Linked DNA regions of Mus musculus: regions 1, 2 and 4 are each linked to region 3. A link is a contact called in public HiChIP or PLAC-seq and Micro-C data. All regions are on one chromosome and are shown on one strand. The core of a region is the stretch at or near the end of the contact, and the rest is flanking DNA. Distances in the headings are between cores, read along the strand shown. Region 1 overlaps Tmem178b (transmembrane protein 178B). Region 2 overlaps Tmem178b (transmembrane protein 178B). Region 3 holds the start of Tmem178b (transmembrane protein 178B). Region 4 holds the start of Braf (Braf transforming gene).

Region 1 (6,457 bases), core at 1,285-3,784, 200 kb before region 3:
TCCCAAGTTTTGCCTCCAGAAACACAGTGATCTCTGAGACAGAGGCAGACCTGAAGGCCTGTGTAATTGTTTTATTTCACTGGATCCTTTTGTATGACCCAACCAATGCTAATGTCCCAACCCCAACCTCACCCCAAGTAGAAGCAGTAGGACTCAGCAAGAAGATCCGAAAGCAAACCGGCCTCATGGCATCTAAAGGTGAAATATAGGTAACCCAGGAAGAATATTGGTTCACTATTAATGTGAACATACAGACACTCATCAGTGACTCTCCAGGCATCTACTGGCTCCCCGCCCCCACACACCTGTTTTTCTGCCAGAGGATAGGAAATTTCCAGATTCCAGTCTTTCCTTTGCTCCCAGATGAAAGATGCTTGAGGGGTGATTCCTTATGGTCTGGTTTGTTGGGCAATGTGACAGGAAAAAGATCTTTGTGAGAATTAGAATAAACCAATGATAAGAAGGAGTCATGTTGTAGAAGGTGACATAGTAGGTCAAGAGACGAGGAAGAAATTCAGTACCTTTGCAGCTCTATTCAATATACTCAATTCTGGATTGTCGCAATAATAGCAGAACTCCATGTTCCATATACTATTTAGGTAAATTCTAATACAGATGAAGAAAGCTCATTTGCACCCCAAAGGGGACAGGATCTGTATGGTACTTGTATACCAACTAGGAGAGGGATAATATAGTTGTTCGTAACCTAAGCAAGTGATATCTCTTTTAAATGTGTATCTTAGATTAAAAAGATCAGTCCTAAAAGTGGAAATAAAAGTAATATGCAGGGATTTGATATTTAAAAACATATCCCCAAGATAAACAAATGGGACTGTGGAACCCCAAGGGAGGGGGGTCTACATTTAAGAAAAGACAGATGGAGGCAAGAAACTGGTGAGCTGTCAAATACTTGCTGCCCCACATTGGGCTGAACAAAACTGCTTTTCTTAATTATTATGAGCAGACAGCTAATTATTATTAGCACCTTCCCCCTTAAAACGAATTTGCTGACCCTAAACCTCCCATCAGTGGAAGGTGGAATTCTTGCATCATCTCTACCATTCTTCAAACAAGGTTCTTGTCACTGTCCTCATACCTGGGAGAAGGGTGGAAGAATAAAAGTGTTCTTGCCTCTGTGATTACACCCATTTTGGGGCAGGAATCATGAACCATAGTTGTCAGTTCTCTCCCTCATTCTAGATAGAGAGTGGTACATTTCCCTCAACACAGAAAGGAAGTCAGCATGATTACTCAACAGAGAGGTTTCAAAGGAGCCTTGCAGTGACTGTGTGTTCTCACCCTGGGCAGGTCTGCCCACTTCTACCAACAGGGATGCAAATCTTGGTTTAACCTATTTAAAAATAACAGACAATGGGCACTGTCTGCTCATTCCAAAGGCTTCTCATAAGAAAGGAAGTCTGCTATATGGTGATGTCAGAAGGCCTCGGGAGCAATACAAAGATTTCCCAGAGAGTCTTCTGAAATAGGAGAGAGGACCAGTCACTTTGCTTAAGTCAATCAAGCGCACAACACTCCTACCACTGTAGGAAGTAAATAACACTTTCCCAATATAGGAAGCAAAAAGTTCTCAGAATCAGCTATAGCAGGGGTATGCAGGCTCCTGCTATCTCCTGGAGGCCTAAGTCTATTACATGGAGAACATCAAATAGATACTTGCCTTGTCCTGCTGACAATTTTATCTCTCAAAAAGGTAAAGAAAGCAATTAGGGAAACTGCTATTCTTGACACAATTCTGACATTAAAGAAGAGCCAGCTGGCAGTGTGTAAGGGGTAGGTAGGAATCTCTCAAGTGAGTAACCATTTTGTCTTGGAACAAAGTATAACCACTTGAGAATGAGCAGTGTATATAGGTGGTTATCGTTCACAACCATCAGCTAGGAACTGACCCCAGTGAAGGCTCCAATCTTCCAAGGGATGACCGTCTACCTAGATAATATATACTATCCAATGGCAGCTTACCAGTAACAAAGAAAAGGCAGAAGGGCAGTAACAAAGGAAAGGCAGAAGGGGCTAGTGGGGGAATGCTACAGAAATCTGACTGAGCTGATTGGATGGATGGATGGTGTGTGTGTGTGTGTGTGTGTGTGTGTGTGTGAGAGAGAGAGAGAGAGAGAGAGAGAGAGAGAGAGAGAGAGAGAGAGAGGGAGGGAGGGAGGGAGGGAGGGAGGGAGGGAGGGAGAGAGAGAGAGAGAGAGAGAGAGAGAGAGAGAGAGAGAGAGAGAGAGAATGGGGTTGTTGACATTCAAGATAGTGGCTCAAGATTCAAGTTGGAAAAGTCTACCTGGAAAGCTCTTGTGAGGACAGACAGTAAACATGACATTTGTCAGTGGTTAGTTAGCCCCGCCCCTCTTCTCAGAACCACCACAGCCACATTTGTTCTAAGAGCCACTACATCTTACCCTGCCACAGCTGTTCAAGCTGAACCAAACAGCTTTCCCTTTCTACTAGAAATCTGAAACCTGGATCCTGTACCGCTCAGCTGCTAGATGGGTGTAGCAAATCCTGAGCTCTGAGGGACCATCTGCTCTGAAAAACAGAAAGAGGCCAAAGACATCTGCAGGAAGGCAGGAAGGGAACAGGGTAGAAGGGAGCCTTTAGGAATGAAGGGACCAGACAGCTTCCTGCATTCTTCCTTCCTACTCCTCACCCTCTGAAGGGCAGGCTGCTCTCCCTGCGTTGGGCTGTTATAACAGCCCCGAACCACAATGCATCATCCTTACTTTTGTTTTAAATTGTTTTTATTTACTCTTAAAAGTTTCATAAACAATGAAATACTCCCCATTTTTCCCTTTAACATCCCTCATTTTCTAACATACACCCTTTTTAAATCCACGACTTTTTTTTTTTAATAACCCACAAAGTCTGGTTAGTGATGTTCATAAACGAATAGGTGTTGGGCCATTCATAGGATCGTGAAAAATCTGACCTGTGGCCATATTATCCAAAAGGAATGATTCTTCTTGCCCTAGCAGTTCTGAACTGCCAATGGCAACAGTAAGGGGTGGGGCCTGGAGATCCTCTACCCTACCTACACTAGAATTTTGGCTGGCTTGATCTCGATCTTGTGCAGTTAACTGCAGCAGCTGTAAGTTCATTGGGTGCTCTTACATTTGCTGTCTTCTCTTCTGTGATATTACCTGAGCTTTGTTGAGGAAGACGTGATCTCTGGGTATCCCACTGCTACAACAGTGGCGTGACTATTATGGAGTAACTAACAGTTTTCTCATTAAATCTGAGGTCTGTTCCAAGGCAGGAAATTGTAATGCTGGTACTGCGATCCTGGGATTAGCGGCTGGGGAGGTCACACACTTAGAGCAAAATCTGTTAGTGTTATTTTGCTCGTGCTGTCAAATTGCCTTTAAAATGTTTATGTTTGTATGCATTGATCCAGTCTGCTCTCAGCGATTGTCAGGAAGTTTCTTTTCACAATAGGCAGCAGTCAACAGAAAATGCCTAATTGGTCAAAGTGCAGAAAATGTGAGACTGACGAAGTACATTCTCTTCTTAATACAGGAAAAGTCACCTGGTAGTGTGGTTTGGATGTTAACTGTTCCCTATAGGCTCGGGTGTTTGAATACTTTGTTTCCAGATAGTGGCATTGTTTTGGAAGGATTTGGGACTTCTAGAGGGTGGAGCCTCTCTGGAGGGGGTCACTGAGGATAGTCCTTGAGGTTTATAGCCTTGGAAGGCCCCGGCCACTTCCTGTCTGTTCTGTGCTTCTGATTGCCGAGGCAGCAGAACCAACTACCCTCTTGCTTTTGCAGCTATGCCTGTGCCACTATGATGGATGGAATCCCTTCAAACTACAAGCTAAATAACTATGGCACCTGCATAATCTCCTAGCACAATGGAGTAGGGGGGAGGGTGTCTGAGATCCAGGCCCTCTGACTCAACACTTCTTGCCATTAAAGCCATTGTAATTCTCCGCAGTGCCATCACCCCATGGGTCCTTATTTACAAAGCTGGGAGGGGGACCAAGGCTGTTAGTGGGGTGGGACAAGCATCTGTTGGTCTGATGGATGGACGAGGTGGAGTAGAGAAATTGAGTGGACATCCAGATCAGTTCTAGGGGAAGATTAGGCAATTGAGTAAGCACCAAGGAAAGGAAAGAGTAGCACCAGACAGCACAGAGAGGGGTGCCCCCTTATGTGGAGCCTAATGGGAAACAGCTCTTTGGAAGAACCAGACTAGAACTCCCAGCTCCAAAGGCAACAGAAGAAGTAGGTAGGGAACAAATGACAGAAAAACAGGACAGCAAGGGATGTGTGCAGCCAGGGATGTGTGCAGCCTAGAGTGTGTGCAGCCAGGGGTGTGTGCAGCCAGGGGTGTGTGCAGCCAGGGGTGTGTGCAGCCAGGGGTGTGTGCAGCCAGGGGTGTGTGCAAATGTGAAAAGATGAAGACAAATGTAACAGGCTTTGGGGGCAGGGTAAGAAAAAGAGGATTCTTTCTAGCTCTTAGTTCTTTAATTTAAAATCTCTTTGGGGGCAGTGGGGACTGGAGAGATGGCTCAGTGATTAAGAGTACTGACCACTCTTCCAGAGGTCCTGAGTTCAATTCCCAGTACCTACATGGAAGACCACAATCATCTATAATGGGATCCAATGCTCTCTTCTTGTGTGTCTGAAGACAGTAACAGTGTACTCATATAAATTAATTAATTAATTAAAATTTAAAAATCTCTTTTTTCTTTTCTTTACAGACAAACTACTTATCTGTGTAAGAACTGGGTAAGGCGTCAGCAATCAAAACTAAAGCTGCAACAAAGAATAAAGACAGTGTTGGGTCCAAAGTGGGCACCTAGGCTTAGAAAAATAAGCAAAAACCTTTACTGGTGAGAAGCAGAAACAGAATGTCATGTCTACAAGTAAATATTTGCACAAGAAAGAAGATGAAAGGTACCATTTCAGCAGAATGATCAGATATAATCTTAGAGAAGGGAAAGGGGAGACATCTAAAGGAGGCCACACAGGCACCCCAACAGCTGACTCAGAACAAGAGCGTGGACCAGACAGCTGGGAGTACAGGGAGGGCCCCCAAGCCCAAAGGCACACCGTCTTCCATCAGGAGGCTGGGCAATCTGTCAGAAGGGCAGATGGGCCACAGGCTCAAAAACTGCCAATATGTGAAAGGACTTTTGAGATAGGTCTGAGGGAGAAACAAACAAGAAAAGATGAATCCGCTGCTCGGGAAGATCATTTCCCGCTCAGAGACTGCGATAAGTAGGCAAGATTCTGAATCTGTTTGCCTTTCCATAGGAAAACGATCTTGAGAGGCTTTAAGGTAAACACCATGAAGAAGTAAGTGGAGCACAAGAGCGTGCAAAGATAATAATGGAACAGCTGGATTCCTTAAATGATCCAACTATTCAGGCTTCCCTGACAGGCAGCCAAGGCACAGGGAAGTGATTCACAGGTGTGTTGGGGCCAGACATTTGCAAAGGGGTATCAGTGCACAGAGGAGGTGTGACTCTTGTTCAGGTCAGGCGGGGAAGGAAGAGGACATCCCCCAAAAGCCTCAAATGGCTCCTCACTGTGCAATCGAAGACTGAACCAGTGGCTCGTGAGGTTTAGAAGAGAACACATTGGCTACGCACTGTGTTCCATCGCCTCGTTTCAGTATTTCAGGACAGAGACGGGTAGACTGCTAGCTATCCATCTGCATCCTGCTGCATTTCAGAAAGGACTGAAGGTTGATGAAAAGAATACCAAAAGCTCATCAAGGTAGTGCAAACTACAAATGACTGAGAGCACAAGGGAGAAGGGGAGATGAAGAGGCATCAAAAGGGAAGCAAAGAGGCAGACATTAAAATGTGCAGCACAGACTTTCTATTCACTTACGCATGTGGACTCGACTCATGTGTTAATGTGAACTAATTTAGCTGTAAGTGCCCAGGCAACAACAAAGGAGAAACCTGACCAAGTATTCATCTTACTTAGAAAAGGAAGGAGAGCAAATGTAGAGGGTAGGGGATCGAACATGGAGAGAGAGGAAGGGGGGAGAATGGGATAGAAAGAAATAATGAGCAATAATTCTTCCTGAGGTTAGACCCCAAAGAAAGTTCAGAAGATCCTCAGAAAAAAAGGACAGTGATAATTGTAATAAGCAAACATTTCAAGGACTCTCTCTACAGTCCGGTGTCTTCGAGTATCCCTCAGCCTCTCTACCTGTGATCATTTGTAATTTAGATTTAAGTAAATTTCATTAAAAATCCCATCACTTTCAAAGCGCTCTCAGCCTCCAGAGTTGGCCTGATTATTTGCACCAATGTGCAATGCAGATCAATCATAGGGCAAACCCAGTAGTACTATAGACCACAGAGGACTCTGACTCCTTGCTGAATGGCTGCTTAGGGTTGCACATCTTCTGTACTGGTCTACCCAAAGCATGCTTTGGCTCCCATGGCCAAAGCATGGGAGACTGGAGGTCCTCCCATGGG
Region 2 (6,404 bases), core at 1,603-4,102, 150 kb before region 3:
TCATGAGCCTGCCTGCTGCTGCAGGCAGGGGTCTCCATAGCTGGAGACCCATGAACACCACACAGCAAGAGAAGAAAGAAAGAAAGAAAGAAAGAAAGAAAGAAAGAAAGAAAGAAAGAAAGAAAGAAAGAAAGAAAGAAAGAGAGAGAAAGAAAAAGAAAGAGAGAAAGAGAGAAAGAGAGAAAGAGAGAAAGAAAGAAAGAAAGAAAGAAAGAAAGAAAGAAAGAAAGAGAGAGAGAGAGAGAGAGAGAGAGAAAGAAAGAAAGAGAGAGAAAGAAAGAGAGAGAGGAGGAGGAGGAGGAAGGAGGAGAAAGGAGGAGGAGGAGGAGGAGGAGGAGGAGAAAGGAGGAGGAGGAGGAGGAGGAGAAAGGAGGAGGAGGAGGAGGAGGAGGAGGAGGGAGAAAGAAAAACTTAACCTAGAGAAAGAAGCAAGGAAGCTTGTGCCAATCAGTGCTTAATTTACACCAACACTGCTATTTTATCTTTTTGTTCCTCTTCTGTGTATACAATGTGTGTAAATGAAGGTGTGTGTGTGTGATGCAACACATGTGTAGAGGAAAGAAGGCAACCTTGGATGTTGATCCTCAGGGCATGCACACACACGTGAACACTGAGGGGGCGGGGCACATACTCACACACAAAGAGTTAAGGTGTATGGATGAAGCACCTGCTAGCCAGCCACAAAAGAATTGTCTGGAATTAGAGCCATGACTCTCTGCAAGTCCCACCAGGTATCAGTGGCTCTCCACCATGCAAGGAAGTATTTTAAAGAGACCTTTCACCATCTTAGGGTCAGATCTTGCTTCCATCCCTAAATAAGAATGTTACAGAGGAGATACCATGTCAAATATTTAACAAATTATATACAGAAATGGCTGGCACTGAGTGTGGAATTATTTTACTAAGCAAGTGTTTATTTTTATGAGGCATCTGCAATTTTTCTTAAGGTTACATTCTAAATAACTCCAATCATTGATTACATTAATGGATTACCTCTGGAGAATGAATCTAATTACATTTTTTGCACGAATTGCAAAATGTAGATTAATTTCAAAGTTCCTTCGTGGTCCTGTTGTTCCTTCCATGGGCTCAGTAATGGGGCCCCAGGTAAGCAGATCTAAATGATAACAAAGCAGCTTAAAATACTTAACTGTGAGTGACTTACTCAGAGACGCTGACAAGAAACGCAAATGTAATGTCTCGAAGTCAACTCTTGTCATAAGCATAAGAATGAAACTTTCAAAACTGAGTAACTGCTTCATCAATTGAAAAAGCATTGATCTAGAGGTGGAAAGGGGATTTACAGATAAACCAGGTAAGATTACAAATTGACTCAACCTCTCTAAAAAGCAGTTTGGCATTATCTATGAAGAATCAAAAAATTGGGGCTGGAGGGATGTCTTGGTGGTTAAGAGCACTTGTAACTCTTGCAGAAGACCCAGGTTTCATTCCCAGAAACCACATGGTGGCTGTCTGCCATCTATAACTCTAGTTCCAGGGCATCCATCATGCCCTTTTCTGACCTCTGTAGACATAGAGCATACACATGGTGCACATATACATACAGGAAAAACTCTCATGTGCATAAAATAAATCTAAAAAAATTTTAATGAACCTAACGTGAGTTTCTGTATTTTGACCCAACTGTACTTGTTCTCAGCATTTATTCTAAACAAATTATCAGAAACATAACCATTTATTCATGAAAATTATCACTATAACATTATAGTTATGCAGAAGTTTATAGGAAACTATAAACTTTATAAGTTACATTTAACTTTATAGGAAAGGCTAAATAAGTTATGTGTATCCATATGGTAGAATATTGTGAAGCCATTAAAATTATGTTTATGAAAAGCCTTAATAACAAGGGGATATTTATCAATCAGATAATTTTTCTTATAATTATAAATAATATATGGGATATAAAATCATATATGAAATGTTTGTGCTACAGGAAGAAATGCAAAGAATCTACTTCATAGCAGTTATTTATTTATTGATAGTGACAAGTTGGGTGACTCTTTTTCCTCTTTTATATTTTTCCATCAATTTTTTCATAATAATCATGTCTTAATTGGTAATTGTGATAAGCGAGATGATGAAGGAAGAAAGTGATAATATAAGAGATGCAGAGATGTGATGATAATAAGGAGGATGGAGAGGCTCTTCCCCCTACTCAGTGGACCTGTGGCTGGGTTACGTCTGTAGGGACGGACTGGACAGAGAAATGCAGAAGATTCAGATGATGGTTAAATGCTTGCAGTCCAGAGTGGCATTTAAAGATGACATCTGTCTCAAATGTCCTCCTTCTTTCCAAAATTAACTGGATTTACTATTACATTTCAAGCTCCTTGACAGCTCTTCAATTAACTCAGCCTTAGTCTATAGGATTTCAAGTCTTATTCACTTTACACACACACACACACACACACACACATTATTGGACCCCCAATTTAAATCCTAGCCAGAAACTATATGTACTTTATATACTGACCCATAAGGGGGAAATGTTTCAAAAGAACTATAGCATCTTTCAAATTGCATTCACAAGTCCTTAAAGTGCAATCAAGTGTTCTCCTCCCCCCAACAAACAAACAATACCAATCGTAATCAATTAACTCATGCTTGGAGATTCTTTCTCAGGAGACTCCATCCCAGGGAAAGAGATGAATTAGATAGTCTTGGGAGGCTTCTGAAAAGGGTGCCCCATCTGTCCAACAGTTGCTTTTCACTCAGCAACCCATAAATATTTAATGATGAGGCCAACAATGACGACCAAGCTGATCAGTAATGAGTGTGGAAACAGTGCTCCATCCATGCACTTCCTGAAGGATGCCCAGGGTAGTGAGGGAAACCACACGTCCAGAGGGGACCTGGCTGCACCTCCCCCGCTTTCATCACAGCTGAAGGAGACTCATATTCCCAGAAGCCTGTGCAGGATATTAAGAAACAACTCTGGAGGTTCCCCTCAGCTGATATGGAAGATACCAGCCACTCCTTCGCCAGTCCTTTGCCATGCAATTTTTATAAGGCTTAACCTCAAGAAAGAAAAGGGGAGCCAGGACCATGTTTAATTATTCAGGGATCCAACCCAGGAAGAGAGCAGACAGCAGAACCCTCCCTCCTTCGGAGAGTAAGTGATCAGCACTCATTGACTTTCCCTCTCCTGACTCCTGGATAAGAATCACACTTTAAAAACAGAAGAGGGGCTCCTTGAATCTGAGTTCATAAACAACTAGTTTAAATGAAAAAATTTCACAAATAATCCTAATATTTTTCAGTTGACTAGAAAAGAAAAAAATAACAAGGGTTGGTCTTGGTGTATCTAATTTATATAAATAAAATATACATGGAAACTAATTTTTTGAGCTAATGGCTATGATAAGTGTGGATCTGCTTAACAACAGGATTTTTTTTAAAGGTCAGCCTTAAGATTTATAGACCAAAAATTACATGCTTCATACATTTCTTAGAAACGTGGGTTAGTCCATTTTCTGTAGCTATAATAGACTTCCTGATACTGAGTAATTTGTAAAGAAAAATGATTTACTTATCCTATGATTCTAGTCCAAGATCACAGTGCCAGTGAGGGTCTCATGCTACTTCAATTCATAGTCAAAGTGGTTGTGCAAAGGAGGCAAGAATCAAGGGTCATCCTTACTTTGGGACAACCCACATTTTTTTATTTGGGGGGTGGGGGTGGGGGGTGGAGATGGTGAGGTAGGATTTCACTATGTAGCCCAAGCTGACCTGGACCTTATGGTCCTCCTTCCTCAGCCTCCTAAGTCCGGGCATTACAAGTGTGAACCACCATACAAGCTAACAATTCACCCATGTGACAACTAATCTAGTCCCATAGGAAAAGCAAAGCCCTTCATTGTATCATAATCTGATCTCTCTCAACAGCCCCATCCTTCCAACATTAGCTGAATGTCAATCAAATATCAAAATATCAACCCGAGTTTTGGAAGGAACAATCCCTACCAAATGCCTGTTCAGTTTGAATGTAAGATTATTTCCCGATATGAAAAAGGAAGTATCAGCTCAACAAAAATATCTAATTAGTTCCTGTACTTCAAGAACAACTTGTGTTCTAGAAGTTTCTAGTATTCCTTGCCTATAGGCATTACTGATACATACGACTCTCAGACATAAGAATCAGGAGCTGCACATCTACAGGGAAGTTACAAAACAGGCACAGGAGCTTGTGTGCACCTTGCCCATGAGTCTCAGAACCTCAGTTCTCCCCACATTACTTATATGTACATTAGTACACCCATTTCTTTAGCAGGAGGCCTTGCCCCCTTATAAAATGAGTCTCACATATCACTGCTATGTGGAAACATTATCTGAGACTTAGGATACCACTGATGGCTTCTCACAGAGTCTAGGTTCTGCCTCCTCCATCCACATTCATACTCCTCAATGAGTTCTTTAATCTCAAGTGCCAAACAGATAGAGCAGGTGCCTCATGGTAGTTGGTATTTCTATGACACAGTGCAAACGAAAGACTTAACAGAGTCCCTGGAACATCTGTACTAAGCGATCATTATTACCACACAAGACAGAAAGCTCCGTACATGCAGCTGTTGTGGTTTCTTCCATCCAAAGTCTACAAGAGTTGTTGGTGAATGGTAGAGACACAGTACATCCTACTTGAATAAGTGACTGGTGTATATGGGTGAAGCCGAAACTTCTAGTTCTTTGGAAAGTTGGTTGTGTCAAATAATGTTTTGCTGGGGCACACAGGTGAAGGGATGTCTTGCTAAAGCAAACACGTGAAAGAATGTTTTCCTGAAGCAGACACAGGTGAAAGGATATTTAGATATAGCAAACATGTTAAAGGAAGCTTGATGAAAGAGTATAAATATGACCCCACAGAGAGTGGGAGATGGGATCTGAGCCTTGGTTTCACTTGTTGCACCTCACTACTCTTTGCTAATGATACGCATATATTAGCTCAACTTACATAGTGTTGTTGAGCTCAACTTGCAATAACACTACCATTGAGAGAAACTCGCCCAAGAACTGCTTGTGAGGTTCCTGCCGTAGCCTGCTGCTTCTGTAGCCTCCATCCAGGCCAGTAGGCAAGCTTGGCGGTTTCTTTAGGATTGAACTACAGCTGCCTGGTGTCTGCTTGCTGAAAGGACGGGACTGTAACTGCTGGTTTGTGCCTTCTGCCTGCCTGCCTAGAGGACCGATCTGCAGCTGCTAAGAGTCATATTTGGTGTTTGCTATGGGACTGAACTGCTGACAAAGAACATTGAGCTTGCCTCAAAGAACTATTGCTGAACAGGTCCACTTCCCCCATATCCTAATAACTTTTCTCTTCCACTACCTCTTCTGGGTGGTGGGCTAGAGGAGAGGTTGAACCCTTATTAAAAGTGGGTTGCAAAAAATTTACGCCTACACTTGGGTCCATTTTAAATGTCACTGTTATGACTGGTTATTGTGTCTCCTCTAGATACAGTGATGGCATTTTGTCATCCTCTGGCACTGGCCTTCACCATCTTCACCCCATGTCCCTGTTCTTTCACCCTCTCAGAGATTCTAGGCTCACTGGCCACTCCCACTCCTACCTCTAATACTGCAGACACCGCACAACCTCAGTCATCACCAGCAAAGAAGGCTAGATCCATGCAGTCATTCCAAGAACCACCAAAGGTAGCTCCTTGGTACAAAGCTCTGACTGGGACTTGTAAACACTCAGGACCCCAAGTCCTTTAGCTCCATTTCACGAGGGAACAGAGTGGGTTTAGTGGTTTTCATTAAATCATACTGCCTTGGCTATGCTAAACAAGGAGCCAGATTTCAACACTTACCCATAAGTCAGACATCCCTACTCTGTCCAATGAGGAATTATTTCAACTTCCTAGAAAGGAAAAGCTTTCCTTTAGTTTCTAAGGGTAGGAACTAGGTTACCACTGGCTAGGAGGATAATAGTTGTCATGTGACTCTGACCAGGCTATGCTGGTGGGTGGGCTGGACGGTCCTACACTGACAGGGTGAGGGAGCAGCTGGCATGGAATTTGCCACTGGTATTACACTACTTCCACACTCATGGACAACTGGCTATAGGGACCTTTTCCTTCCCCTCTACCCATTCTTCTGAGAGGATGTGCCCCTGAGCTTGGAGGAGGCGGCATAACTTGTGTACAATTGCACTTCCTTGTTTCCATGGTAACCAGGCAGGCTCTGAAGTTCTGGGAGTGAAGCAGTGTGATGGGAGATGGATGGAATAGAGATGTTGATGTCAGTCAACTGTGTCACCTCCACACCCATGTTTAGCAGCCTCTCTCTCGGCTTCAGGAGTTTACACACACATCTCACACTGCTCATTTCTAATTTGGTGCCAGGTGCCCAAGTAGAGAGCCTCAGGGAAATGTATATTAATTAGTTTC
Region 3 (6,683 bases), core at 454-2,953:
GCCAACATGCCGAGGGCGCAGAGCGCTAGCGAAAGCCCCGTATAGAGCAGTAACCTTCCGGCAGCCATGCCTCCGCTTGGCGGCTACACCATGGGCATGATCCGCCGCAGCCTCGCCTTCCCTCCGCGCGCCCGGAACAAAGCGGCGGGCGGCCGAGCTAGGGGTGGATACGGGAGGGGATCTGCGCCGCGGCGCCCCCCTCGGCCCCCACCTGCGGGTACGCGGCTGGGGGACTGCGGGAGTAGAGGCGGGCAGCCTAAAAAGTTCTGATCGGGAGAGGCTCCCGCAGGGTCCTGAGCATCCTCCGGGCAGGTGCAGCCTCCTCTCGCGGTGGTGAACTCAGCACGGCCACTTCCCACCGTTCAGGGGGCAACAGTCCTAACCCTCCGTCCGCCTCTGCACGCCGCCCAGCAATCACAAACTAAACACCAAGTGCTCTCGACCACGGCGAGGCTTGCTGGGTTTCTCTGTGCAGCTTGCTGACCGGAGTGACAGTCCTGGCTTCCTGGGAATGAATGATAGGGAGGGAGATCTGAGGACGCGACACTTCGCCGAAGGACGGATCGCGCTCACGGCCGGTTGCCCGGAGTAGGGAGTGCAGCCTGGATCTCTTTCTCTGGGACTCTCCTCCCCTTTTCGGTCTGCAGCCGAAGGCCGGGGACGCGTGCCCAGAACTGTTCTTTTCCAGGTTGGGTCTTTTCAAAGCCTGAGTCCTCTGATCACCACTAGGTCCTTGACTCCTGCCGACCCCACGGGTGCTCTCAGAAGCGAGCTGCCCGCAGACGCATGGTCTCTACCAGCCTTTGCCCGCGAGCTCCCGGATGGCCTGCCTCTGGCCTCCCCATTAAGACAGCTCCGCTTTTGGACAGCGGGGACACTCGGGCGGCGTTACGCGACTGTTCAGGGCCCGGGGTTTGCAGAGACTGGGCGGCAGCTGACGGGCGTTAGGGACGGACTGCACAGAGGAGGGCGCACCCGGAGCGCTCGGAGCTCCTTCAACACCATGGACAGGTCGCTCAGGGGTGGCGAGCTGCCCGCCCAGCCGCCAGCCTCCCCGGTGTCATGCGGCTCTCTCCAGCGCCTTCTTCTTCCTGGAGTGTGTGCACCCGGCCCTCTCCAATATCCCTTCTGCTCCACTTCACCTGGCCTTCCGCAGCCCCGCGTGCGAGATGCCCAGGTGCTGAGAAAATGCTGCGAGCACGAAGAAAACCCGGAGCCCGGCTGCTCGAAGCAACCCGCCCCCTTCGCCACCTGAGCCCAAGCACTCCAGCACCGCTTGCTCTAACCAGCTGGGGTCAGCCGCTCTCAGATTGCACCATTTTCTTCTCAGCCCACCCGGGTGCCGAGACTAGGGATCCCTCGGCCTCGTGTGGAATATCCCGTCCCGGCCTCAGCGTCCCGCGATCCGGCTCCCCGCACTGGGGTGAATGGGGCGGGGGATAGAGGGGTGGGGGAGCCTGGGCGCCTCGGCTTCACCTCCCTACCTCCTCGAGCTGCAGAGGCTTCCGGGCCTCTCAGGCTCAGGCGACGCCCGAGAGGAGCGAGAGCCCAAGCTGCACCCCAGGGGCTCCAGAAATCGCATTGCCCGGGTGTGGGCGCCCGAGAAAGCCGCTGTCACTCGCTCGGCCTCCAGGCGCTGCAGCCTTGGCTAAAACCCACAGCCGAGAACACGGAGCGCGCAGCCAAAAGCTAGTGATGTCATCCGTGCAACGTGAGCCTCATCTCTTATTTTTCTAGCCTTCTTAAAGTTAAACCACACCATTTTCCAGGCACGAAATGTCTGAGCCTTGTTCTTTGGCCAGGCAAGTCAATGGTGTCTAGGTAGGTATGGGCTCCACCACATCCATATTAATGCACATATACATATATGTAGCATGTTTACGTGTATTATTATAAATTTAGTGTTGGTGCCTACGTCTCCCGTTTCTCTTTTGACCGTGGAAAAGTCCCTTAAATTCGCCACAGTTCTTTAAAGAAGAAAATGCTTAGAGAACGGTCTTTAACCGGCTCTGGGAGAACCCCTGCACCTCGGTTTCCGCCTCTAGTGTCTCCTATTCGTTTGATCTTTGTTTTTCCCCAGAAAGCTATAAGCACTACCTTGCTAGCTACTGGCGTTTCTACCTGGAACTGAGCAGAGAGCAGCCGTGAGCCAGCGGCCGACACCCCAACACATACACACACACACACACACACACACACACACACACACACACACACCTGTCCTTACTCTTCGGCAAGAAAAGGGGACAACTAACTGATCCGTTCAAGACCAGAAGAGAGCCGCTGTGGGGTGAGAGGGCAGTTGATTTTGGAGGAGAGGAAGTTATAGGCAACCTCGGTATAGGGTTTGTCGTGATTTCCCTATGACCGCTGGATTTAGCCTCCGCAGGGCCTCTTTGAGGTGGGACCGAGACTCCAGACCTTGAAGAGGTGGGCCCCAGCTAGAGGATCCATCCCCACCCTACCCCGCCCCCTGCTTCTCTCACGTGAAGCAGAGCCGCAAAGCTGGGAGCCTCCCATCCAGCTTCACATACTAGGGGTTTCATTCTAAAGCTCACCCTTCGGTTTTCACCCTCTCTCCAAAGTCGGGGTTCCCCACTGAGGGATAAAGAGCTGCCCTGGGGAAAAGAGAGTGCCCTAGGGACCCAGCTTTGCACAGCAGGACTTGTGAGTCGAAAGGAACGCACCTCCACCATATTCTTTTTGTCTTTTTTTTTTTTTTTCCTCCCTGCATTTTGAAAATCGCGAACAAGGCGTTTCAGTGCCATCTAGTGGGGGAGGGGCGTGCCTTGTTTTTCAGTCTTGAATTCTATAAGGGGATTTACTTCGTGAAGAGAAGTCATTAGGATTACCTACTTGGTTCTTAGATGATGCTCGGCTGGTCTAGAAGTTACAGGCACCTGCTAGTCCACATCATCCTCAGAGGTCCCTGGGATGCCCTGATAAAGCTGAGCGACTTTGGCCAGGGTGTCTTCTCCTTATCTTTTTCTCAATTCTATTTGTGTCCTTGAAAATAGGGATACATTTGGCATACATGCAAACACTACTAAAGCTATTTCTACCCCTAAAGCTAAGTGGGAGTGCTTTTCACCTAGTAGGGTACCTGCATATGACAATAGAAGGGAAACTGAACTGACAAGGTCAGTGGGAAGTCAAAGCAAGATTATCTCTACAGCTTGGGTCTCTTGGTTCCCTCTCGGGTCTTTAAGCCAGCTCAAGGATCACTGGCAGTGCCCAGGCAGAAAAGCACGCATGCTCCTCTTTCAGCACCCCTCCCCCACAACCCACCCACAATCCACTCTTGCTCCCCTCTTGGTCAACTCTTTAACTTTTTCCACGGCCTTTGGCCTACTTTCAAAGATTTGCCTGCTATCCTGTGGCCCTCAGTGCTGTCCTAGGCCCAGCTTAGGAAGGGAGCCAATGTGGGGTACTGCCCTCCTCTTTCCTGGATATCACTAATATACCATTTTGAAGTTGTTGTCCTTGGTGAAAACCCAAAAATCCTACAAAAGATGTTTGTTGGTTGGTACCCTCCTTTTAAGTGTGATTGTTTTGAGCCACCATATATCATATTGGAGATGATACTGATGCTTAGGGCTAAGAAGCTGATCACCTAGACAGCATTGCTTCTTGTGTTGATGTTGCTGTTGTCGTCCTAGTTGTTATCTTTGTGTGTGTGCTTGACTGGGAGCCAAACTGTTGTGCAGTCTAGGAAGGTATTCCACCTCCCCTGTCTTCATGTTCCATTGTGGTGGAAGAGACACCATGACCTAGGCAACTCTTAATAAGAGAAAGTGATTTGGGACATGCTTAACAGTTTCATGGGTTTAGTCCATTATCACAATAGAGCTCTGCATTCGGAACCATAGGCAGCAGGAAGACAGAGCCATTGGACTGGCTTGGGCTTTTGAAACCTCAAAACCAGCCCCTAGTGACACACTTCCATGAACTCCTACAAAGCCACACCTCCTAATCTCTCTCAAGTAGTGCCACTCCCTAATGACTAAGCATTCAAATATGTGAATCTATGGGTCCATTCTTATTCAATCCACCACATCCAAGTCACACACACACACACACACACACACACACACACACACACACACATCTTTTTTTCAAGTTTATTTTTTGAGACAATCTGTCATTAAATTGCATGGGCTGGCCTGGAACTTACAGTCCTCCTGCCATAACCTAACAGGTGGTGGGATTACAGGTGTGGGCTACCACACCCAACTATGATCTACTCTTTTTAAGTGCAGGATCTAGCCTCAAATTTCTCTTCCCTGTTAGCTACAGCATCACTCTTTTGTGTGTTTCTTCCTGCTCATAATAATACTGCCCTGAAGTCAGAATTGACTCCAGAGTCAAACATAAAATGATGTGTGATTCTTGAGAAAGTATCCCAGAAAGTGAATGACCAGCGTCTGCTCACACACCTGACATGATGGAAAAGGCAAATCTCGGCGCGAGCAGCCTGCTCCATGACTGGATGGTTACAGTTCTTCTTTATACTGAACCCTACCCTAGATCCCTATGTTCCAGACATTGGCTCTTACTCTTTTTTTGCCTTCGGGAGACCCAGGGGTGGTATCTAACCCATCTCTCACATAGACATCCTTCTCATAGTTGATATCAGCCATCACGAAGCCACTTGATCTCCATAGAGATGGAGCTCACACAGTACCCATTTACCCATTCTTTCCCTGGGCTGCAGCAACGGCCAGGTACACCTATTAAGGAAATCTGGCATTCTGTCATGGTTTTTCATGAGCAATGTCAAATTCTACTGCACCCCCACTTCTCCTCAGAGGAGCCCACAAGTCAACTTCCTCTCATGCCTTATGCTCTTACAAACTGATCATCAGTTTGCAATATTCACAATTTTTAAATTAAGAAGTCTATCTACTCAGACACACCTTTGATTGAAGCAATCTTCGTATTCTGCCAGCTTTCTCTATGTAATCAACAGAGGCTGAGATATCGTCAGATGTATCTTCATTTCCTGGAACACAGCCCACCCAGAGCAGACAGGCGCCCTCTTATACTTGTTTCACACCTGTTCTGACTAGTTTTTATGTCAACTTGACACAATCAAGGGTAACTTGGGAGGAGAGAATCTTAAGACAATGTCTCCATAGGATTGGTCTGTAGGAAAGGCTGTGGGACATTTTCTTGATTGATGTGGGAGAGCCGAACACATTACATTGTGAGTGGTACTACCCCTGGGCAGGTGATTCTGAGTGCTGTAAGAAAGAAGGATGAGCAAGCTAGAAACGATCATTCCACCACGGCCTCAGCTTCAGTTCCTGCCAGGAATCCACCCACCCACCCCGCACCCCCAGGCATGGGATGTGACCTGGGAGCTGTAAGATGAAATAAAACCTTTCCTCCCCAAGTTGCTTTTGGTCACAATGTTTATCACAGCAATAGAAAGATAACTCAGACAACTCCTTCCACGCTGGCTTCAGCTGCCATATTTATTCTACCCACATACCTAGTTCCATCTGCAAATTCTCTCTTTCATGTTGTCAGTTGGAAGCAAAACAAAAGTTGGTAAATATGTATCAGTATTCATCCATGGAAAGACAGTGTGTGTGTGTGTGTGTGTGTGTGTGTGTGTGTGTCCATCTCTGGCTGTCCTGGAACTCTCTCTCTAAACCAGATTGCTCTCAAACTCCTAAAGATCCACTGCCTCTGCCCTCCATGTGGGGGAGTTAAAGGTATACTTCTGTTTTCATAATTAGCTTTGTACAATTTGGACACTATGTGTAACCCCAAAATGATTTTTCACTTTGTCCCTTCCAAATCAGTTTGCCAAGGCTGAGGAATGTGCATATCATGCTTGGACAGGCACTCATCCTCAGGAAGACTTCTCTCTAAGTCTCAGCTCATCACAGAGGCATCCTGGTTTGTATCACTTCCTTCTTTTCCTCTTCCTTGGGGTCATGACAGGAACATAGACATGTATTTCTCATCCAAGTCCTCTCTTAGCTCTGTTTTTTTTTTTTTATTTTCCCTCTATTACACCACCACACAATCTTTTCAAGTTATCCTTTATTCAAAACTCTGCAGCAGTCACACCTTGACTTTATGAGAAAGCCCAGGTCCCTGCAAGACCTTACAAGAGGTTCCTGCCTTTTTTCTAAAGGGATTTCCAGTCTCTCTTAGATGCGCCTTCTATACATGTTCCCAAATGCCTCACATCGTTCCCCCTGCCCATAAATATTTAACTGCTCTGCTTTTTAAATTTCTTACAATTACAGGTGTCTCATATCAATAGGCCAGATAAATACCATTTGATCATCTCACTAGAAGCTGGGGGGAAAAAAGGCAACCAATTAAGCCCAACAAAGTTGCTTGATGTGTAAACGTTCTCTCCTTTAACTAGGAATATTTTAAAGTGAATAAGATCATCTCCTGAAATAAAGAAATGTTTCAAGTTAGTAGGAATAAAACAAATAGCACAACAGCCAAATGGGCAGAATTTATAAAGAGAAAAATCACAGAAGTCATTCAAGTGGAAAATTAACATATGAAAAAACCCAACCTTATTGGTAATCTGAAGAATGCAATTTTTAAAATACTGATTTGAACCATCAGACTGGGGGAGGAATGGACAAGTCTGTGAAGTGTCGGTGGCTGGGATATTAGGAAATACTGTCAGGCGCTTCTGGTAGGGGGAT
Region 4 (7,140 bases), core at 1,398-3,897, 150 kb after region 3:
GCTGTTAGGGGTTTGGGGGACAGGCTTCTCACTTGCTTTGAGCTGACCAAAGGGATGAGAATTGAGGGGCAACAGTCAAAGTGCCTCAGAGGAGGCCTGACCTAAGGGCTCAGGATAAAACTTAACCACTGGCAATGATCTAGAACCTAAAACAGCCTTTGGCAATACTGTATATTCTTTTTGTTTGTTTGTTTCTTGTTTTTGTTTTGTTTTGTCTTGTTTGAGACAGGGTTTCTCTGTATAGCCCTGGCTGTCCTGGAACTCAATCTGTAGGCCAGACCAACCTCTGATTTAGAGAGGTCACTTGGCTCTGCCTCCTGAGTGCTGGGGTTTAAAGGGATGTGCCACCAGTGCTCAGCTGGTAGTATGTATTCTTGAAGTGTCACATGAGAGATGTATCATCAGCAGTAGACATCTCTGCCCACGTACCAGAGGTAATGTCCAATGGAAGTGGGCTACATAGGCCAAATCTGAGTGACATGCAGATTCTATTTGTTAAAGTCACTAGACATCAGCATCTAAGTGACAACTTTGATGAGTTGGTGGTCCTGGACCAGAAATCCTGGACAAGGTCTCAAAAATGTTAACAATCGGGGTCTTTATTTACTTTTCTCTGCCAGTTAAAGAGTAAAAGGCAGGAAAGATCTTAAGCTTGTCTGGTAGCAGTGGAGAAATCTCAAACATAGCCAGCAGGAGCAGACAGGATCAGCAGTTGAAGAAAGGCCTTTACTGAGGGTGAGGAAACACACACACACATACAGCAGGAACACCATTAGTTAACAAAACTAACCAACACACAAGGAAAAAAAATTGAATGAGTGGAAACTAACAGAATCCATCTTAAATGGATGAGGCCAGCCATCCTGTGAAGAAATAATCACATAAGACGTGATCACTGTATAGACTGATGCTGATAAGGATGTTGTTTAAAATGGAACCATGGAAAATGTCTTAGAGGCAGGGCATGGGGGTACATGCCTTTGATCCCAGCACTCAGGAAGCAGAGGTAGTCAGATCTCTGGGAATCAAGTTCCAGGACAGCCAAGCGCTGTTACACAGAGAAACCCTGTCTCAAACAAAACAAAAGAGAAATGTCTTAGAAATTTTAATGTTGTAAAAAAAAATGTTATAATGATACATTCTTAGGGAATAATTTCCTAAAGTAAACCTGGACAGTTAGGGACTAAACAACAACAACAAACAACAACAATACCCCAAAACCCCAACAGTTGTGTTTCAGACAAAATCAAGGAGGAAGTGTCCCTTGCCTGGTTGTTGGCCCTATTTTAGTATGCTTAGACATTATGTATTTATGGTTTTTAAAAACTGCCTTAAACTAGCATAGCTTGATAATATAGTCTCTATCTGTGATCATCTCCTTCACTCGAATCTGTCAGATCATCTTCTGACTTAAATGTAGCTCTCAGGGGAATGTCCCTGCTTGGAAGAGAATGTACAATGTCATTGGCAAACACAGAATAGCTATTTGATTGGTGGCATTTTTTTTCAATACACAAGAACGTAATGCTTTGATTCACCAAGCAGCCACACGTGCACTGCTTACCTTGAAGCAAAGCATCAGTTGCCGGGCCTGTGCTGATCAGACCAAATAGGCAGACATCCTATTGTCAGAAGCTTTCTACCTTTCAACTCATCCTAAATGCAATAAAGAGGTTGGTGGCGACCATCCCCCTTTCCATTAATAGAAGTGCACACACAGACACACAGACAACTCAACTCAAGAGTTAAACTGGAAATTCCTGAATAGTGTTGGTAGCTTCTGTTTTTCACTCCTGTTTTCTCTTTTTCTTAACACACTTCCTCTCTCCATTATTTCCTTCTTTGGTTAAACGTACTTTAACCATGTAATTTACATAAAGAAATTGGGTTTAATTTCTGCAACTTGGGCTTCTCTGAGATGATTTAATTCTCTTCTCCCAATTCTTTTTTTCATATACAGTTTGAAGAGAATGCCTTGGATCAGTCAGGATCTACAAAATATTTTAAATTATTTTCTTTGGAATAAAAATTAGCTATGATGCATAAGATGTCTAAAATGGTCATGTGTTCTCCTCAGGTCCTAGTGCATGGAAGGAGCCAATTGATAGTAAATGACTGAAACTAGGCAATAAATACCCTGAAGACCAGCTTTAGATTTTCATTTATACTTCAACAGATCAAGTCCTTTAGGGACAGGATACAAACACCATACTGAGAATTTAGCTGCTCCAAGACAGTTCTATGAAATTTGGCTTGGCTGATGTTTCAACCTTGGCGTTTAAGGTCTTATTTTTATGACACCCAGAGCTTCTTTGTAACGGCAGTAATAAGTACTACAGACTTTCCGGCCTTCTTCCCTCTAGGATTTTAACTTCTTTAAAACACCACCCCCTGCTCTTCTAGTAAATCCCACATGACAGAACAGGCTGAGAAAAAATAGGAAGCCGGAGCCATGGAAACTGTGCGGGTAGAAACGTGTGAGCGCGAGGGTGGTTGGAGGAGAAGGAACACTCCCCTGGCGACAGCGGCGCGAGGGTGCTCCTCGGATGACGTCACGCACCCAGGTGACGTCACGACCGTGACATGCGGGTGACGCCGTTGCCGCGGCGACTCCTCGTCGTCTCCGCCCCCTCCCCCCCCCAAATCCCCTCAGGCTCGGCTGCGCCGGGGCCGCCGGCGGGTTCCAGAGGTGGCCTCCGCCCCGGCCGCTCCGCCCACGCCCCCCGCGCCTCCGCGCCCGCCTCCGCCCGCCCTGCGCCTCCCTTCCCCCTCCCCGCCCCGCGGCGGCCGCTCGGCCCGGCTCGCGCTTCGAAGATGGCGGCGCTGAGTGGCGGCGGTGGCAGCAGCAGCGGTGGCGGCGGCGGCGGTGGCGGCGGCGGTGGCGGTGGCGACGGCGGCGGCGGCGCCGAGCAGGGCCAGGCTCTGTTCAATGGCGACATGGAGCCGGAGGCCGGCGCTGGCGCCGCGGCCTCTTCGGCTGCGGACCCGGCCATTCCTGAAGAGGTGAGTGGCGGCGCCATCCCCCCCCAGTGCTCGCGCGTCAGGGGCTCGGCGGGCCAGTGTTTATGCGAGGGACCGAGGCAGCAGAAGGAGCCCCGGCAGTGCTTGGTAGCCGGCGGGGAGGTGGTTATCGGCCGAGTGTCCCCCTCTGTCTTGTAGCTCCTCGCTACGTAAACACACACGATGGCCCAGGGGGGTTCCCCGGCCCCCACCCAGATGGGATTGGGGCAGTGGGGGCAGAGCTGGAGCCTTTTCAGAGGGGGCGAAACTCTGGGTTGGAGAAGGTCACGCCTGGCTGAGGCTTCCAGCCCTGCATCCCTGAGATGTTTTCCTTTTTGCTAGCCGGCAGGGACGGCGTCGAGGATGGAGCTTAGTGGCCAGGGCAGTACCCCTTGGTCCCCTAGCCCTAGGAACCGCCGTGTGCGATTACTCCCTGATCCTGGGGATGACGGAGCGCATCTTTCCACTCTCCTCACTATCTTCCCTTTGCAGGCCCTTGTCCCCTTCCCACTTTGCTACTTGTTTGGGGGATTTTTCTTTTGACCGGTTTTTGCCCAGGGGATGATTTTTTTTTTTGGTGTAGTCTTTACTTTTTCAGCCCCAAATTTTACTGTTCCGAAGCTTTTCCCATCCTGGTCTCTGATCCCCGAATAATACTGTTTGTCAGTGCTCCCTTGCTGACCCGTAAACCTCTATCCTCATCCACCACCCCGCTCATTTCTCAACTGTACCTACTTGCTTCTAACCTTAGTTTCCACGGAAGAGCATTTTTGCTCTTCTCTTGCCCTAGTCCCCTTGAGTGCCTCTACTTCATTCCACTGCACCGTCACCTTGTAATCCGTTGTTATCTTCACAAATCCTTTTGGACACTTTGCAAGCTATTCACTCCCTGAACCCCAAAGCTGTCAAGATTCCATCAGGTTTCACTTGGCCCTTTGCTCCCTTGCACTGCTGGCAGTTTGGGTTAGTCTTTCAGTGCACATACACACCTCAGTTGATATCCTTCGTGGGTTTGTTTGTTTGTTTGTTTGTTTGCTTGCTTGCTTGCGTGCTAGCTTGTTTTTAGTGGGTTTAAGTGATCTGGCTCGCTCCCATTTTCGTCCCATCTTTCGTGTTTACCAGTCTTTAGTACTTGGCTTTTGGTAGTCCTTGTATCATTCAACTTATTACATTGTCAAATTACCTAATTTATTCTCTTTTCTCTGTATGTAAAACTTACTACATTTACCATTTGGGCACTGTATCGCATAAACAATACCATATCTTACAAACAATTGGCTAGAATACGGTATTTTACAAACAGTTGTCGAGAGTGACTTGTTTCTGTTGATTTTACTTGAAGATAAATTTTGTTTAAAGATAAACTTGCTACTTAAGTTTCCCAGTTCTCGTACTACCTCCTTATCTCTACAGTGTTCTTTTTCCTGCTTCATTATATTTACTTGGGATGTTCATCCTCCACTCTCCATCTATCGTTAGCAGTCTGTTTGCAATAATGTTTGTTTTCCATCTTTTGATACCATCTCTACCCAGAATGTGTTCAGTACCATCATTTGAGCCACCCTACATTTCTCACAGTTTTTTTTTTTTCTTATTTCTTAATTTGAAATAATTCCAACGTACCACTTGAATTCATGCTCAGGTCAGTTTCCATTTGCATTTATTTCCCTCGGCTTCTTCTCCAGTCTAAGGATAACACTCTTTCCCTCATCCCTTTCCTAGCTCCCTTATCCCTAGTTACCATCCATTCCGTCTTGTTTCCTGGCTTTTGGTACTTCACTTGCTGACACTTCCTCTTGTCTTCCCCACACCTCCACATTCCATCTTATTTATAAACAACTTTGTTCCGTTGACATGGAAATTTATTTTTAGGATACATTGTTTTTAATGGAGAAATGCTAGGGGTCACATCTGCCGTCTATTTTCTCCAGGAATCGGATATGCCTTTGTCTTACTAGGCACAGGTGTCTCTGGGTTTTACTATGCTGCACATGCTTGGTTGTCTTGAACTGTATAGATGTGTGAGGACCAGGATCCAAGTATGGGCAGGTTGATGGATGGAGTTAGACAAGGATAATTCTGGGATGTGACACTGACTTGAGAACTTTGCGTCAGGGTATTAGGACAGTTGGCATTTCTGTTTGGAAGATTTTGCTATTTACTTGGGAGAGCTAGAGCACTGGGGTGGGTCCCTTACCTTGGCCCCTCCTGTCTTCTTTCTGAAGTAGTGAGTATTAGGGTTGTTACTTTCTGTTTGACACTTTCTAGGCAATCCCCATGGACCACACTGCCTGAGGACCTCTAGGCTAGATGAAGTTAAATTAAATCACCAATAACTGAAGGCATGTTTGTATCTCCTGAAACTGTATTCTTTATTTAGTTAAAAGCAGATGTTTCCCATTGCCCCCTTCCCAGGGTTTAATGTTTGATGATGCTATAAAAAGAGAAAATATGACAAATATACATAACAAAATAAATTCTTCCGGAAAGTAGTATGGTGGAGCCCAGGCTTGTCAGAAACTCTGTGTGGCTGAGGCTGTAGTTAAAACTTCTGATCCTTCTGCCACTTCTTAAGGCTGGAATTACTAGCATGTGCCCTCTACCCAACAAGTTTAAAGTTAACATCAACTCAGAGGAAACTGAAGTATCCTGTGGTCTTTTAATTAATTGTCTTTTATTATGAACTTAAAGGAATATCTTTAGTTACTAAAGTAGATGGAAAGATGAAAATCTGTGAATGTGTTTAATGACATTTTATTATACATTTTTATCTTACCTGGGTTTAAAAAAGTTTGTCAAAGAGAAATTTCAGCTGTACCAAAAAGTAATTACAAAAGGAAAACATATCCATTATTGAAAAATTAGGGAAAAAGTACAAAAAGTGCCCATAATATATAATTGCTATAAATATTTGCATGTATTACAACTAGTGCTTGCACAATGCATTTTATATATAGACTTGTAACTTTTGAAACAATAGTACAGCAAAACTTATGTGTCCCTACATAAAGTATCATTTAACTGATAACTTTTTTGGACATTAGGTTATTATTATTTTTAGTTGCTGTTATCAAGCATCTTCGACATAGAATGTAGACATTTGTATGTAAAATTATGTTCGAGAATAAACAGATTTCATGGCCTATTTGTATTACTATATAGGTTTCCAAAATAAAATATTCTGATAAATAACAAGAGTTTACTAAATGTTTATTCAGTATCTTATAATCTTACTGTTAAGCATTTAATTCTGACCATTTATATTTCCTTGATGGTACTTTTTTGTGACTATATGGTAAGGCATGGCACATGGTATAATATTACCAGATGGTTAATAATGTATGTATTATTTAAAATGTGTGATACAAGGGTGTGATATTTATTACCTGTGCCTTTCATGCTGTGTTTTCAGAGAAGAGAGTTTCTTAAAACTGTAATGCAATTGCAACTGTATTATTTTTTGTTTTCAAGATCTCTTAGCCAGCCTTGGCTAAGCTGTATAATTATAATAATGCATTGGCTAGGGAATATTCTAGGATGGGATCTACTTTATAATGAGGCCCACTGTATTAAAATACATCTTTGTGAACCCTGCCAGGTTAGATTGCATCATACCTCTGGAAAGTGGTATTCTCACTAAGGTAAGAAGGTGTGTGTGTGCACAGTAAATTTTAGCTGTTGCTATTAATACTTGTCTAGGTATATGCAAAGATTTCCTTTGGAGGGGGAAGCTATGAAGTGGCTTGGCTGTCTTCAGCATGGCTGTGTTCCTTCCTTTCTGAACCCATTTCTTTTTCCTGACTTAACACCTTCCTTTAGGCATCCATTCACCCTTTTATTTAAAAAGAGTTATCTTGTATCAGTTGCTTATATATGCTGGCAATCTATTTTAAGTCGACCAAAAGGAATGTTGGACTGGACACTTGGATTATGGAATGTCTTAAATGTAATTGCAGATTTGATTTAATTGTGTTTGGAGGCCAGAAAGATTACAGTAGTACAGCAGACGAGAGCAATCAGACTCTGCTTGTTTTTCTCTCCACCGTTTTACGATCAGGACAAATAGTCTAATGGCAGCTGAAAAGCCATGTTCTCAGTGACAAAGAAGAAAGTCCGTGTTGCTTTCACTGTGCTCTGGTG

The links. A called contact is a pair of places that touch in the nucleus more often than the background predicts. HiChIP or PLAC-seq counts read pairs in DNA pulled down with a chosen protein or histone mark.
Region 1: an H3K4me3 HiChIP or PLAC-seq map of neural tube shows a contact between it and region 3, with 5 times the contacts expected there. The contact joins the enhancer-like site here to the promoter of Tmem178b in region 3. A contact is called at or near these places in 1 of 39 promoter capture datasets (embryonic stem cells), 19 of 484 Hi-C or Micro-C datasets (astrocytes, cerebellar granule neurons, cerebellum and 11 more), 19 of 115 datasets of contacts at active chromatin or transcription factors (SST interneurons, VIP interneurons, astrocytes and 11 more) and 2 of 9 other capture datasets (embryonic stem cells and pancreatic islet).
Region 2: an H3K4me3 HiChIP or PLAC-seq map of neural tube shows a contact between it and region 3, with 5 times the contacts expected there. The contact joins the enhancer-like site here to the promoter of Tmem178b in region 3. A contact is called at or near these places in 7 of 484 Hi-C or Micro-C datasets (cerebral cortex, cortical neurons, embryonic stem cells and 3 more), 15 of 115 datasets of contacts at active chromatin or transcription factors (craniofacial prominence, differentiating embryonic stem cells, embryonic forebrain and 7 more) and 3 of 9 other capture datasets (embryonic stem cells, liver and pancreatic islet).
Region 4: a contact with region 3 is called in a Micro-C map of embryonic stem cells, with 3 times the contacts expected there. The contact joins the promoter of Braf here to the promoter of Tmem178b in region 3. A contact is called at or near these places in 6 of 484 Hi-C or Micro-C datasets (cerebral cortex, cortical neurons, embryonic stem cells and 1 more) and 1 of 9 other capture datasets (adipose tissue).

What each region holds. Positions count from the first base shown.
Region 1 is chr6:40,067,263-40,073,719 of GRCm38.p6, reverse strand. All of the region lies in intron 2 of Tmem178b (transmembrane protein 178B), which reads right to left. Among named protein-coding and RNA genes, the nearest start is that of Tmem178b, 200 kb to the right of the region's middle. Within about 2 kb of position 2,534, at least 32 of the 459 cell types and tissues checked have an H3K27ac peak or open chromatin away from gene starts, as enhancers often do. A contact at or near this core is called in cerebellum, cerebral cortex, craniofacial prominence and 7 more, where this site is marked.
Region 2 is chr6:40,016,014-40,022,417 of GRCm38.p6, reverse strand. All of the region lies in intron 2 of Tmem178b (transmembrane protein 178B), which reads right to left. Among named protein-coding and RNA genes, the nearest start is that of Tmem178b, 150 kb to the right of the region's middle. Within about 2 kb of position 2,852, at least 6 of the 459 cell types and tissues checked have an H3K27ac peak or open chromatin away from gene starts, as enhancers often do. A contact at or near this core is called in neural tube, where this site is marked.
Region 3 is chr6:39,866,456-39,873,138 of GRCm38.p6, reverse strand. Tmem178b (transmembrane protein 178B) reads right to left here and starts at 1,703. Exons shown (of 4, transcript NM_001360978.1): 1 at 1-1,703. The coding sequence starts at 68.
Region 4 is chr6:39,720,970-39,728,109 of GRCm38.p6, reverse strand. It overlaps Braf (Braf transforming gene), which reads left to right and starts at 2,647. Exons shown (of 22, transcript NM_139294.5): 1 at 2,647-3,003. The coding sequence starts at 2,815.